Linked DNA regions of Sus scrofa: all the other regions are linked to region 3. The links are chromatin contacts, called in public Hi-C maps. All regions are on one chromosome and are shown on one strand. The core of a region is the stretch at or near the end of the contact, and the rest is flanking DNA. Distances in the headings are between cores, read along the strand shown. Region 1 overlaps SYN3 (synapsin-3). Region 2 overlaps SYN3 (synapsin-3). Region 3 overlaps SYN3 (synapsin-3).

Region 1 (3,982 bases), core at 967-3,466, 130 kb after region 3:
ATAACCTATGAGGTAATAAAATACAATCACTTATTCTGTGCCAGGTAGTGTTCATTCAATATTCATAACAGCCCCATGAGGTAGATACTCCTATTGCCCCATCTTACAGATGAGAAAACTGCAGCCCAGAGAAGAGATTTGGCTTTTCTGAGGTTGAACAGCCAGTGCCTGGTAGAGCTGGACTTTGAACACAGGGGTCTGGTTCCAAATCCCTTGAGCGAGCTCTCTGCCTCATAGCAGGTGTTCCATCTACTGAGCCACATGACCTGGAGCTACCATTTCTCTCTGCAGTACCCTAAGGGACCTCTTCTGGGATCCCATGGAGAACAGATGGGACAGAGGACATAAACAGCATTCAGTAACTATAAAGTGCAGTCCTAGGGGGAGACATAAGAATTCCAAGTGGTAATATCACTTAGATGTGGAATCTAAAATATGGCACAGACGAACCCATCTACAGAACAGAAACAGAACCACAGACATGGAGAACAGACTTGTGGTTGCCAAGAGGGAGAGGGAGGGAGAGGATGGACTAGGAGTTTGAAGTTAGTACTTGCAAACTATTGCATTTAGAATGGATAAGCAATGAGGTCTTGCTGTACATCATAGGGAACTATATCCAATCACTTGCGATAGAACATGACAGAAGAAAACGTGAGAAAAAGAATGTATATATATGTATGACTCGGTCAATTTGCTGTACAGCAGAAATTGACAGAATGTTATAAATCAACTATAATTTAAAAATTTTTTAAAAAAGAATTCCAAGTGGAACAACATGCCTGACAGGCATGACAAGGCTGCCCTGGCAATCGCTCTGAGATAGTGGGGGCCCCAGTAGCAGAAGCCACCCTCCTGTCCCACAGGCACACAGGAAAGTTCCTAAAGTTGGGAGTGGCCACAGGTGACCTCAAAGATGTTACCACCCAGAGTGACCCACAATGCTGACTGCATAGATGATCGCTGAACGCCAAGGTGTCAGTTCTTTAGGCCTGAATCTGACCTTGCATCAGCTCTTAAGTACCTCTTCTTGGCTACCTTCCCTGTAGGTTTCAAATTCAGAATCAAACCCCACCCCCCAGAATCATAATTTCTTTCCCTGCAACAACTCCTTCACTCTGCAGAGAAGGAGACATTAAGTGACATATCTAAGGCCCCACAGCTAGGGTGTCTTGCCTGAAGTGCCCTAGCTGTGCATTTTGATATTCTCAGCTCTTCCTTTATTCCAGGGAGCTGGAAATTCTGTCCAGTGGGAAGAATCCAAAGCAGGTGAAGTTAGCATGTAGGCATATTAGATTTCATGTCCTGGGGCCAGCCTAACGTCCTTTTACCAATTATTATCACACAGAAACGTGTTTAGGAAGGAAAATACACTGTTGTTCCCAAGGCACTTCTGGGAAGACCCTGATATCAGTGGATTTGTCAAAACCCAAGATGCCAAGAGTGTCCTTCCATTCACTCATTCACTCATCATTTTTGCACCTCACATCACACATTCACTGAATTTATTGAGTTCCTATGTATCAGCCACTGTGTTAAGTGCTTGGGATATAAAGAATAAAAGGCAGTCTCTATCCTAAAGAAACTCATAAATTAGTGGGAAGAGAGATAAGAAATAATTTCAGCATTCCTAAAGCTCATACATTAGCTTTCTACATTCATTTTTGCCATTTTATCCTAACAGTTTATTATTAATATTTACTTAGTATTTTCTTTGGATTGACTTTTTCTCTCACTAAAGTGTTAGCCTTGAGAATATCTAAGGAATAATATACATGAATTTGTAGATTTGATTTGCTAGTTAAGTTTCTTATACTACTTATTGTACTAAAGTGTTATTAGATAAAAAGTTGATGGGAATACCACCTAAAACCTTTGAAAAACACTAAATTACTGCAAAGGCGGGGGATATAAGCTGTAATAGAGATGTGAAGACTTTTCTCTTATCAGGACCCTCTGGTCAAAACACATTAGGGTTAAATGACTGATAAACAGCATCTAGAGGCAGGAAGTTTTATGGCAGGAAGCAGATAATTCTGTGCTCTTACCCTAGGATCTTAGGGCATTAACTTTTCAGTGCTCACGTCATCTGAGGGAAAGACAAGGACATTCTCATTTTCAATTTTCTAGACCAGAGGCCAGGCAAAAGGGATCTGTGATGTAAGTCCACATTTTTCAACCTTCTGTTTCCATCAAGACCTAATCACCGGATGACATTCCCGTGGGAGACATTCTCATGGGATTACGATGGGTAGAGTGTAACCTCCTGGGCTTGCACTGAACTGCTGCCCCACCCAAGAAAACATACTGAAAAGCAATCAACAAAGGATGACACTGTTTTCATTTCATTTTTATTTTTGTCAGGGTTTTAAAAAAAATAACGTTAAAGTTTCCTAAGTTTTAAGAATGATTATGCCATACAATGTTTAACCTTAGATCTGTTTTTGCTGGGTCAGGACTTACGCTCTCAGCAGGGGAGTCAACCTTTGTTAGAGTGCAGTTGGGTCCCTCTGTGCCTTCCCTCATCAAAATAAAACTCAAAGGGACAGAAATTCCTTTATTTGTTTAGCTGTGCCCCCTCCCTCCCCCAACTGCCTCTCCCTCCACTATTTCAGGAAAGAGACAGCGGCCAAGAGGCAGAGAAAACAAGAAAGGCTAAGTGTTGACCTTGGCACTTATTAGGGCCCAGGAGATTTGTGAAAGTTCTAGGGGGTGTTTCTGACAGTGAGCGGTGATTAGTTTTGACTGGGAGATCTCCAGCCTCCAGGCAGGTGTACCTCACTGTGGACCGTTTTGTCCTGCCTGACCCACTTGGGTGGGGCCCTTCTGCTCACCCAGGAACACGAGGCTCCAACCTCATGCTGTCTCAGTGGCAGCTCTTGGGAGTGGGCTTTGTGGCAAAAGTACTGGAAGTGGGGAGGTGCTGGCTGCAGGAGGGGACCAGAGCAAAGAGCTGGCCTTCTGAGTGCATGTGTTGGCTGGGAAGAGACATTGGGAAGGGCACTTGAGCCACTTGACAATGCCAGGGCAGCTCCATATGCCTGGAGGTTCCATCCTGGGTGGTCTTGACTTCGCTGACCCAATACCTTCCTCTCCTTATCCTTTCCAAGGTGTGGTGTCAGCTCTGGGGCTTATAGCAGGTGTCTAGCTGCCTGGTTCTGTTTGTCAAGTGAATTTGACTAGTACAACAAGGCCCTGATCATCCGTATCACTATTCCCACCAAACCTCCTGTTAATGAGGATGACGCTATTTTAAAGATAACCTTGGACATGTTTTAATTATTTCTTAAAAAGAAAATAAACTCCAGGACTTTCATTACCAAAAACAAAAACCTATTTGTAACACTACCTTCCAAATAAATGGAATATACCAGCATATTGGGATAGTGCTCATTTCCTTCACAAATTTACTCCACATATATTTACTGAGCACCTATTGTGTGCCAGGTTTGTCTTAGGTACTAAGGTTACAGCAATGGCCTGAGACAGACACAGTCCCTGCCTCTATGTATGGCTAGTGAGAGAGGCTGATGGTAATCAGATGATCATCCAAATAAATGTAAAATGTGATGTAGGCTGCAAAGAACTCTATGTATGCTGGCTTGTAACTGTAGATCCTTATCTGGTCCCTCAGGTCAGATAAGGCTGCCCTAAGGGAAGGACAATGGTGGAGAACGGTGGATGTAAGACACCGTATTACTCGCCACTCCTCATTAAGTTTCTTCTATGAGTCAGGCACTATCTCATTTCATCTTCACCAGGACTCTCTAAACTGGGTGTTATTATTCCTACTTCACAGGAAAGGAAATCCTGGCTCAGAGAAGCATAATGACTTCCCCAAGGGCACACAGCTGGCTAGGGGCAGAGCCAGGAATCAAACTCTCACATTAAGCTTTTCTCTCCAAGACATACTGCCTCCCTAGGAAACCCATTAAGAGGAAAAGCATGATTACTAGCTGAACACACTTTACAGATTACAATT
Region 2 (4,165 bases), core at 271-2,770, 180 kb after region 3:
GCCTTCTTCGTTTGAACCTTCCTTTCTTGATCACACCTGGTGGTTCAAAGAATTGCCGCCAGCTTCCTGTTCCTGGGGTGCTGAAAGAATACCCATAATTGTTACTGAATAACAGATAGAGCATAGGGACATGCCCCCTTTGTCTAGCTGGTATGTCAACTGGCATTTCATTACAGTGGGGGGTGGGGTAGGGGCAGAGGCACCCTCAACATTTCATGTGCAACCACTTGTCCTGGGGATTGATGGGTGTTAGATGCTCCATCTAGCCAGTATCCCCACCTCCTGCTTCATGAAAAGCAGCCCTGGTTTCCATCAGACCTAGGTGGACTGCATCTGGCCTTCACTCTACCATGGCCTCCCCACAGAATGCTGGCCACAGGCCGTTCTCTCCTCCGGCCAGAACAATGCTGGGCTCTGGCTGCTGACCCTGGCCCGAGCAGGCCTGCCAGCTCCATGGCTCGCAGTCCTCACTTCGCACATCAGGGCTGGCTTCCCACACACACAGCTTCTCTGCAAGAAGGTTTGGGGACTACCCACACACTCTGACAGACCACTTTTGGCCTGAACCCCTCCCACTCAGGTAGAAAGGGACCCACATGTGATCCAGAAGGACCTAATTACTCATTAGCATTTCTAGCAATGCTTCCTCTCCCTGCCTCTTGCTGGGCCTCTCTGCACTGCTCTGGGGTGTTCATTCACTTGGACTGATACCTGTTAATGTCCCTTGTTTCAACCTGACCTGAAATCACAATGCCCCTAGCAAAAGTAAGTGGGACAGCCAATGTTTTGTGAGGGGAGGGTTGGCAGCTAGGCTGTGAGCTTTCAGTGCCCCATATGGGTCCCAGCTAGTATTCTGCATTTTCTTTTCTCTCTTCTTGGAACTGTTTCACTGTTTCTCCTACTTCCCTCCAGCCTCTTCACTGCCTTGTAAAAATGGGCCTCTCGTGAAATAATAAACACCACCACTGTTTCTCAAGGTTGCTGCTTATCAGGCACTGTACGTTCAGTGTCTCACTCCATCCTGACAACATCCAGATAAGGCAACTTCATTTTCAAGGCTGAGAGATTTAAATGGTTTGTCCGGAGTCTGCAGCTTGTAGAAGTTGGAGCTGAGATTCCACCTTAGGTTCTTTGGTGCCCAAGTCCTCGTGTTCCTGACATTGTACTGTGCAGCCCCCTTTCACAAAAAATGTTGTTTCTGCTAAACCCTGGAATAGGCCCTTGGGAAGCTGCTTTTGATCTTTCTTATTGGGTCCCCTCTGCACAGATCATGCATAGGAAGTTGGAAACAGATATGCAAGTTAAAGAAATTCCCAGTGGAAAATACCAGAGGTAACTGCAACCCTCCCCCGACCCCCTGAGTTGTATGTTTGCACTTTCGAGGGTCTGGAATCCCACAGCCATTTCCTGCATCCCAGCCTCGAGAGCCAGTCACACAGCGACTGGAGTGTATCTGCCTTGCACTTCTTGGTGGCCTCTGCTTCTCCCAGTGGATTTTGCAAGGTGTTTCCTGTAGATCTTGCTGACGTCTTTGCTGGCACATAGTAAAATCCGCTCAGAACATCATGATCTGTTGGCCTCAGACTGGACTGGGCTTTGTTTCTATTTGGACTTTAAACGCCACCCACCCCCAATGAGGGGCACGGGAGCAGGAGGAAGGAGGAGGGAGATGAAGGTAAAGAAAATATTGACAGATGAAAAATACTGAATATTCCTTCTGTTTCAAAAATAGAAACCTCTGGAGCTGGGATGCAGCGTGGCTGGGTTCAGGTGGGACTGAGGTTGAAGTTAAGAGCAAGGTGGCAGTTTGGCCTTTATGCCTCAAAGTATATCCTCAGCGAGGCGTGAGGGCTGGAGGTTGAGTAGAAGAGAGGCTCCCTTTGTTTTAAGACAGCTTTTCTGAGCAGCTAAAGGAGCATCTAAAATAAGCCATCCAGGAAGGATGGGGGTGGATGGTGCCCTGTCTCCTTCTCCAGGAGGACTGGAGGACCCAGAGGAGAGGTGAGTAGTTTAAATTACTCAGCACATCGGAGTGGGCTGGAAAATCGGCATGCCGATGGGATCACTGTCTTAGCTACTGTTGAACTCAGTCGGCAGGCAAGGGTGGTGGAATTTTATCTTCACAGATGTGGCATATCCCCACTTAGTATGTGAGAGGTCATTTGAGCACAGTCCCCATGGAGAAGCCATCCTGGAAATATTTTTATTACCTTAGATTACCATACAATTGGGAGGTTAATGCAGACGGCTTCTTTTCAGCTTTTTTTTTTTTTTTTTAGACTTTTTCTATAGGTAGTTACGAAACATTCAGAGCAGGAGACCCTACCTGGCATTAACGTCCAATGCTCCCATAATGACTTCAGGCACTGAAATTACCCCAGGTTTGTTTACATTCTTGGATATAAACCCTCTGCTGGACTGTCAGCCTGGAAAGTAGTATGTTACCACACACACCCACCCACCCAAAAGATAACGGCTCATAAAGAAAACAGATTGGTGAGGGTTACTCAAATTATGTAGTTGATGGACTGGGTGGGTGACTTAGGAGCCAATTCTGTCCTTGCTGCTGTGCCCAGTTTTGGCAACTGCCAATCATCCAGACACATAACAGGCCAAGGAAGGCTTTTGAGAGGACACCAGAAGAGGCACCTGGAATATCCTAAGTACTTATTCAAGTTAGATCAACTCTTCAGACATGTGAATCTAGACCCAGTGAATGGTAAGAACATGACATCCTGGACCTTTACCAACGGAGAGAGTAGAACTCAGGGGAAATGTATGAATTAGAGATATAAGGTGATGGTAAAATAACCTTTAGCTCCTTAGGTTGTGAGGGACCCTAAAATGCATCCAGCTCAACTCCTTCATTTTGGGAAAACAAACAAACAAACAAACAAACAAAAAACTGGCAGGGCTCTGAGAATAAGGGGATTTGTCAAACTTGCATAGCAAAAGAGTGGAAGAACCAGAAAGAGAACCTCTCAACCAATTCCTGGCCCAGGGTTCTTTCTCCTACTCAAAACTTTCTATGTAGTAAGACTTCCCTCACCCCAAATTTATTTACTTCTACACCCAAGTAAGTACAGTTATTTAGCAGAGCAGGTTGAGTTATTTATTAAGTCATGTCAAAGTTGGGAGACAGACCCTGTTTTGAAAACACGAGGGGTTTTTAATGGATGGTGGTGAAGTTTTAGACTTCACTGCTGGCAGTAAAAGCATCTAGAGTGGGGAGAGTGAAGGCCCTCTCAACTTTGTACACTGATCAGCAGCCCCTGAGAATTTGCATTCACCCTGCACCAGCACCACTAGGAGTTAAAGACCCTAAGTGAGACAGAGAAGGAGACTTGGAATCAAGTCATAGGTAGGGAAAGGCCATCCAAACCTATGAAAACATTTATCCTGAAAACAGTGTAGAGCACATGACCTTGCTCTTCAAATGTCTGGTTTTGTATAAGCCTAAAATGTCGACTCGCTGGAGGAAGGCACATGGAGGCAGTATAAAGGAGAATTTTGGAACAGCTAAAAATGGCTCAACATGGAACAGGCTGCCCTAGTCAGAGATGTTATACATTAACCCTGAGATGATAGGACTGTAGAAGAAATTCAGAGGAGGTTCCAATGAGTGACTGTGAACGTCCCACTCAACCTAGAGTTCGTGACCTGTGAAATAGCCTCTCTCTCTACACTGTGACCACACATGTGCTTCTGGAAGGGAAGTAAGACCCTGTGGTGGAAAGCATCAGCTCCAGAGTCAGGCTGCCTGGACTGGCCTATTTCCTACTTAGATGACCTTGGGAAAGTCACTTATTCTCTACAAGCCTCAGTTTCTACAAGGTGGGGCTAATGTCAGCACTTACTTTAAAGGGTCTTAATGAGGCTCAGATGGGATAATCCACAAAAGGCATTGAACACCAAATGTGCACAGCAAATGCTTGACGGATCACAGGACCCAATATAATGAATGACGATGAGTATTCTTATCAGTAGGGAAAGTTGGGCACTACCTCCAGTGACCATTCTCCTGCTTTTTATGGCAATGTCTGGCCAAAAGTATTCATCTCTGATACTCCCATTACTTATTCTCCAAAACTGCAGGCATATCAAGGAAAATGTGTCCTTATTTGCTGTGTCACTCCAGTCGGCAGCATCTTTGAGCATTGGTTGG
Region 3 (3,829 bases), core at 655-3,154:
AGTTGGGCATTATTGTTGCCATTTTGTAGATGGGGAAAACTGAGGCTCAGAGAGATGAAGAACCACAACCCCAAATTTACTCAGCTCAGAAGCAGGGGAACACGCATCCTGACTCAGTTCTGTGTGGCCATCTGATGGCCAAGTGAGACTTGCCAGGGTTGAGAGTGATGACAGATAAGAGTGAGTCCTGCACTCAGATTCATCTTCACCTGCCTGACCTTGACATTTCACTGCCTCCCCTACAGAAAGGATGGAGTGAGCTCTGTAAGGACAGGCTTGGGGGTGAGTTCTAATCCTTCAGTGAAGTCCTTGTTTACTTAGAGTCTCACAGCTGGGCTGGATTAGTCCAGCTTTGTAAATAGCTTGCAAAAACTAGCGGGTTGGAAAAGTCCTATTTGTCCTGGACTATGCACAGAGGTCCCGCCCATACTCATCAGGGTCCTCTGCCCTGTATCCTGTGCCTGACCTCTCTATTTTGTCGCCCATCTCTACCTCCTCTGAGCTTCAATTGAAAAAAAAAATCTCTTAGCATTTTTTCCCACCCCCAGCCCCACCTTCGTCAAACCTTGAAAGACCAAATTGGAAGGAGAAGCAGAGAAGAGGAAATTCCTTTTAGGCTGAGTTGCCTGGATTTCCTTTTGCTTTCCACCTCATTTCCGTGAGGGCTACCTTTATTGACTTGAGGTCTGGGTCTGGAGGAAACTAGGGGCTGTATTTGGGGCCATTATTAGTTAAGTTCAAACTCCTTCATTCCCTCGGGGCAGGTGAGAGGGAGCCTGGCTGCGGCAGGGGGGAAGGACGGCCCTCAGAGGAAAGCAGCTGGAATGCGTTTTCTCACAGTCACACTTTAGTTAATATCCCAGAAAGTCAGAGCTGGGAGGAACTTACAGATCAGTATGTCCAAAAGGCTCTGACCCTGGGCTCCCTTGCCAGGCTACACGGGAGGTGGACCTCAAGATACTGGATGCAAAAATGTTCCCCTGTGTCTGCGAAGAATTGCATTTTTTTAGGGGAGATTCTATGGACTTCTGTTTCTACAAGGGAGCTTAGACAATTCCTTCTGAAAGTTCAGAACACTGGATACTTCTTGTTTATCTTGTTTTTTTGTTTGTTTGTTTTGTTTTTGTTTTTTGTAGAAGGGGAAATGGAGGCCCAGAGAGGGGAGGTGTCATGCTTAAGGTCACTGATGTGATGGAGCTTGGGTTAGAGCCCAGCAGAAGTAGGGGTCAGGGAGACTTGTTCCCCCTGAACCTATTTTCCCAAAACGGGGCCTTTTCAACAGTGTTTACCACCAAAGGTTGACCAGATAACTGTTACAAGTAAGATTAAAGGCTAGCAGAAGCATGAAGGCAAGATTGTGAATCACGGGAGAAGTATGGTTGACGGTTTTAAATATGCAACCAATCAATGGCTGCACCTCATCACCCCAGCCTGCCCAGCCAAGCCCGACTGGCAGACCTGGATATGCCCCTGGATCCCTCGAATCCAGGAGGCTACTCCCCAATCCATGCTCTCTCCTCCTAGTCATCCATTCAGCAAATATTTATTGATCTTTCAACTGTGTACAGATGCCAGGATATAGCAGGGAGCAAAGTTCCTGCCTTTGTGGCACTTACTCCAATTTAACTGGTGACATCTTTATATTAATGGGAGAGGACTTGGGTCCAGGGTGGAGTGGCATAGCTTTGCTGGAAAAAGGCTCCTCCTTGAGCTTTGAGGTGCCCCCTCCCTCCCCAAGAGAGGGTTCTGACGGGAAGAGATGACACTAATACTCATTTGTTTCAGATTCGACATCCTCCATCTCAACAGGGTCCCCGAGGTTTTCCTGACTCCAAGGACACTGCAGATTCCCAGCTCATAACAAATGATGTTCATGCACATGCCAGCCCTTTCTTTCTATGAGGCAATCCTCAGAGGCCTTTGCCAAGATAAACTGTTTGGCCTTCTGCCTTGAAAGTCGATCCTCTTCTGCGTCTGATTATTGCTTTTCTGAAACACAGGGACAATGACATCATTGCTCCCTCCCTGGTTTGGGGATTTGATGGTCAGCATGAAGTCAGGGTTTGGAATGGTGCCTGCTCTTTGCCAATGTCCACGGGCGGGGGTGGCCTGGAGTAAAGCAAGCTCGTGAGGGGGAGGTGGGTGCCGTGAGGTCCCCAGGGGCTGGGGGTTGGGGGCAGATTCGCTTTTCATTCTGTTGCCAGCATCCGGGTCTGCCTTGTTGTATATGGGATAGGCAGTATTCTGATGAGGGCTGAGCTGACATTCAATGGATACACACCTGCCTGGCTGTACCCATTATTACAATGGTTAAATACCTTCGTTCCCATTGGTAGTCATTTGTGGGGTGCCTTCCCACCACCTCAGCTTCTCTGGCCTCTCCCTGGGCCAACATCCTAGAATTCCCACCATCTAGCACCTCCAGGGACCTATCCAGTAGCCCTCTGATGGTCGATGCCTGTGCCACACTGTAGGTAAAATATGCTTACTACTCCTCACAGAGGGATGGGAGAACTTTGGCTGGTCTGTTGGCTAGATGCCTGCAGGAGGCCATTGCCATGTGAGTTAGGGTCAAAGTCTGTTTCTTGGGCTCCCAGGCCTGGAACCTGTCAACAGAAATTCCCTCTTGCCACTGTGGGGCATGGTCCTTGCATAATCAAGGGTTAATAGTTCCTCTGCTAGAGGTTAGAAGGCACTGCAGAGGTTATTCCCGTCCACCCGACTCTTTGCACAGAGAACCTTCAGCTCAGAAGGGAAGTCATTTGTTCAAGTCATAGCAAGTTGGTGACCCATCCAAGCCTTCTGACTGTCATGATAGCCAAGGGAACATTTCCCATACCCCAAAGGGACTGTGCCTGGGGTAAAAATCAGGAATTACTGAAGCGGTTTATTTAGTCCATCTAGAGCACAATTTCTCCCAAAATGAAAAGCAAGGCAGTGTCAAGCTGCAATGAGAGAGCTCGGGGGCCAGGGGTGGTAAACTTGAATGCCCGGGGGCCAAGGAGTGACAGATGCCAGGGAGGAGGAGGCAAGCAAAGACCATGAAGACGTTTGAAACATTCTACCCTCGTAGGCTCCCTTTCTGCACCAGGTCCATTTAGCAGAATGGTCATTGTCTTCTCTAGTTTGTGTGGATTTCAAACTTAGCCCTGGCCAGGCACAATCATATTACCCAGTAACCTGGCAGGTACCTATGCAGAGGTCTCGATTTGGCAGTGCATGGGCTGAACGTGGCTTGTGAATCTATTTCACTGGGACCACCCAGTGTTGCTGATCTTTCAAAAACTGAATAAGCTGCTAACATTTATAAAGTGGGAGATTTCATATAAAAACTTGGACATGGGGCTTTTCTTGAATAATTGTTAGGGATCTGGGCACCTGTGCACCTGCATTTCTGTAGGCAGAGCCAGGTCCTTTTAGATGGGGCATGTATTCCTGTTCGCTACCCCACCCCCATTTCCCTGTTGGCTTTGGTCATTCGTTAGCCCAGGGGCACTCAAATTTGCCACCCCTGGCTCAGAGTCTTCTTGCTGCATGAGCTTGCCTTGCTTTTTGTTTCTTGGAAAAGTTGTGCTCTGGATGGAATAAGTAGCCCACTTCAGCATTCATGATCTTTCTCTCCAAGTTCAGGCCCTTTTGGCTATGAGGGATTTCAGGGTCCCAGGCCTGTTGAGGTTGACCAATGCTGTGATTTTGAGGTTCCTCCCCTCCTCTCTGCCCACCTCCCTCCCCAGCAGTGTTATTCTTTCCACTTAGGCTACCCAACTCCTGCCATCCCATTCCCGAGAGCCGCATGCAGACCACGACACTTACAGACACTGCAGAGCAC

The links. A called contact is a pair of places that touch in the nucleus more often than the background predicts.
Region 1: a Hi-C map of liver shows a contact between it and region 3, with 2.3 times the contacts expected there. A contact is called at or near these places in 1 of 5 promoter capture datasets (liver), 8 of 47 Hi-C or Micro-C datasets (embryonic fibroblasts, fetal liver, heart right ventricle and 2 more) and 1 of 2 datasets of targeted methods (skeletal muscle).
Region 2: a Hi-C map of liver shows a contact between it and region 3, with 6 times the contacts expected there. A contact is called at or near these places in 1 of 47 Hi-C or Micro-C datasets (liver) and 1 of 2 datasets of targeted methods (skeletal muscle).

The regions. Positions count from the first base shown.
Region 1 is chr5:12,263,730-12,267,711 of Sscrofa11.1, reverse strand. All of the region lies in intron 6 of SYN3 (synapsin-3), which reads right to left. Among named protein-coding and RNA genes, the nearest start is that of TIMP3, 23 kb to the right of the region's middle.
Region 2 is chr5:12,213,151-12,217,315 of Sscrofa11.1, reverse strand. All of the region lies in intron 6 of SYN3 (synapsin-3), which reads right to left. All of the region lies in intron 1 of TIMP3 (metalloproteinase inhibitor 3), which reads left to right. Among named protein-coding and RNA genes, the nearest start is that of TIMP3, 27 kb to the left of the region's middle.
Region 3 is chr5:12,394,561-12,398,389 of Sscrofa11.1, reverse strand. All of the region lies in intron 6 of SYN3 (synapsin-3), which reads right to left. It overlaps LOC102167235 (a long non-coding RNA gene), which reads left to right. Exons shown (of 3, transcript XR_298408.3): 3 at 1,786-3,829. Among named protein-coding and RNA genes, the nearest start is that of FBXO7, 130 kb to the left of the region's middle.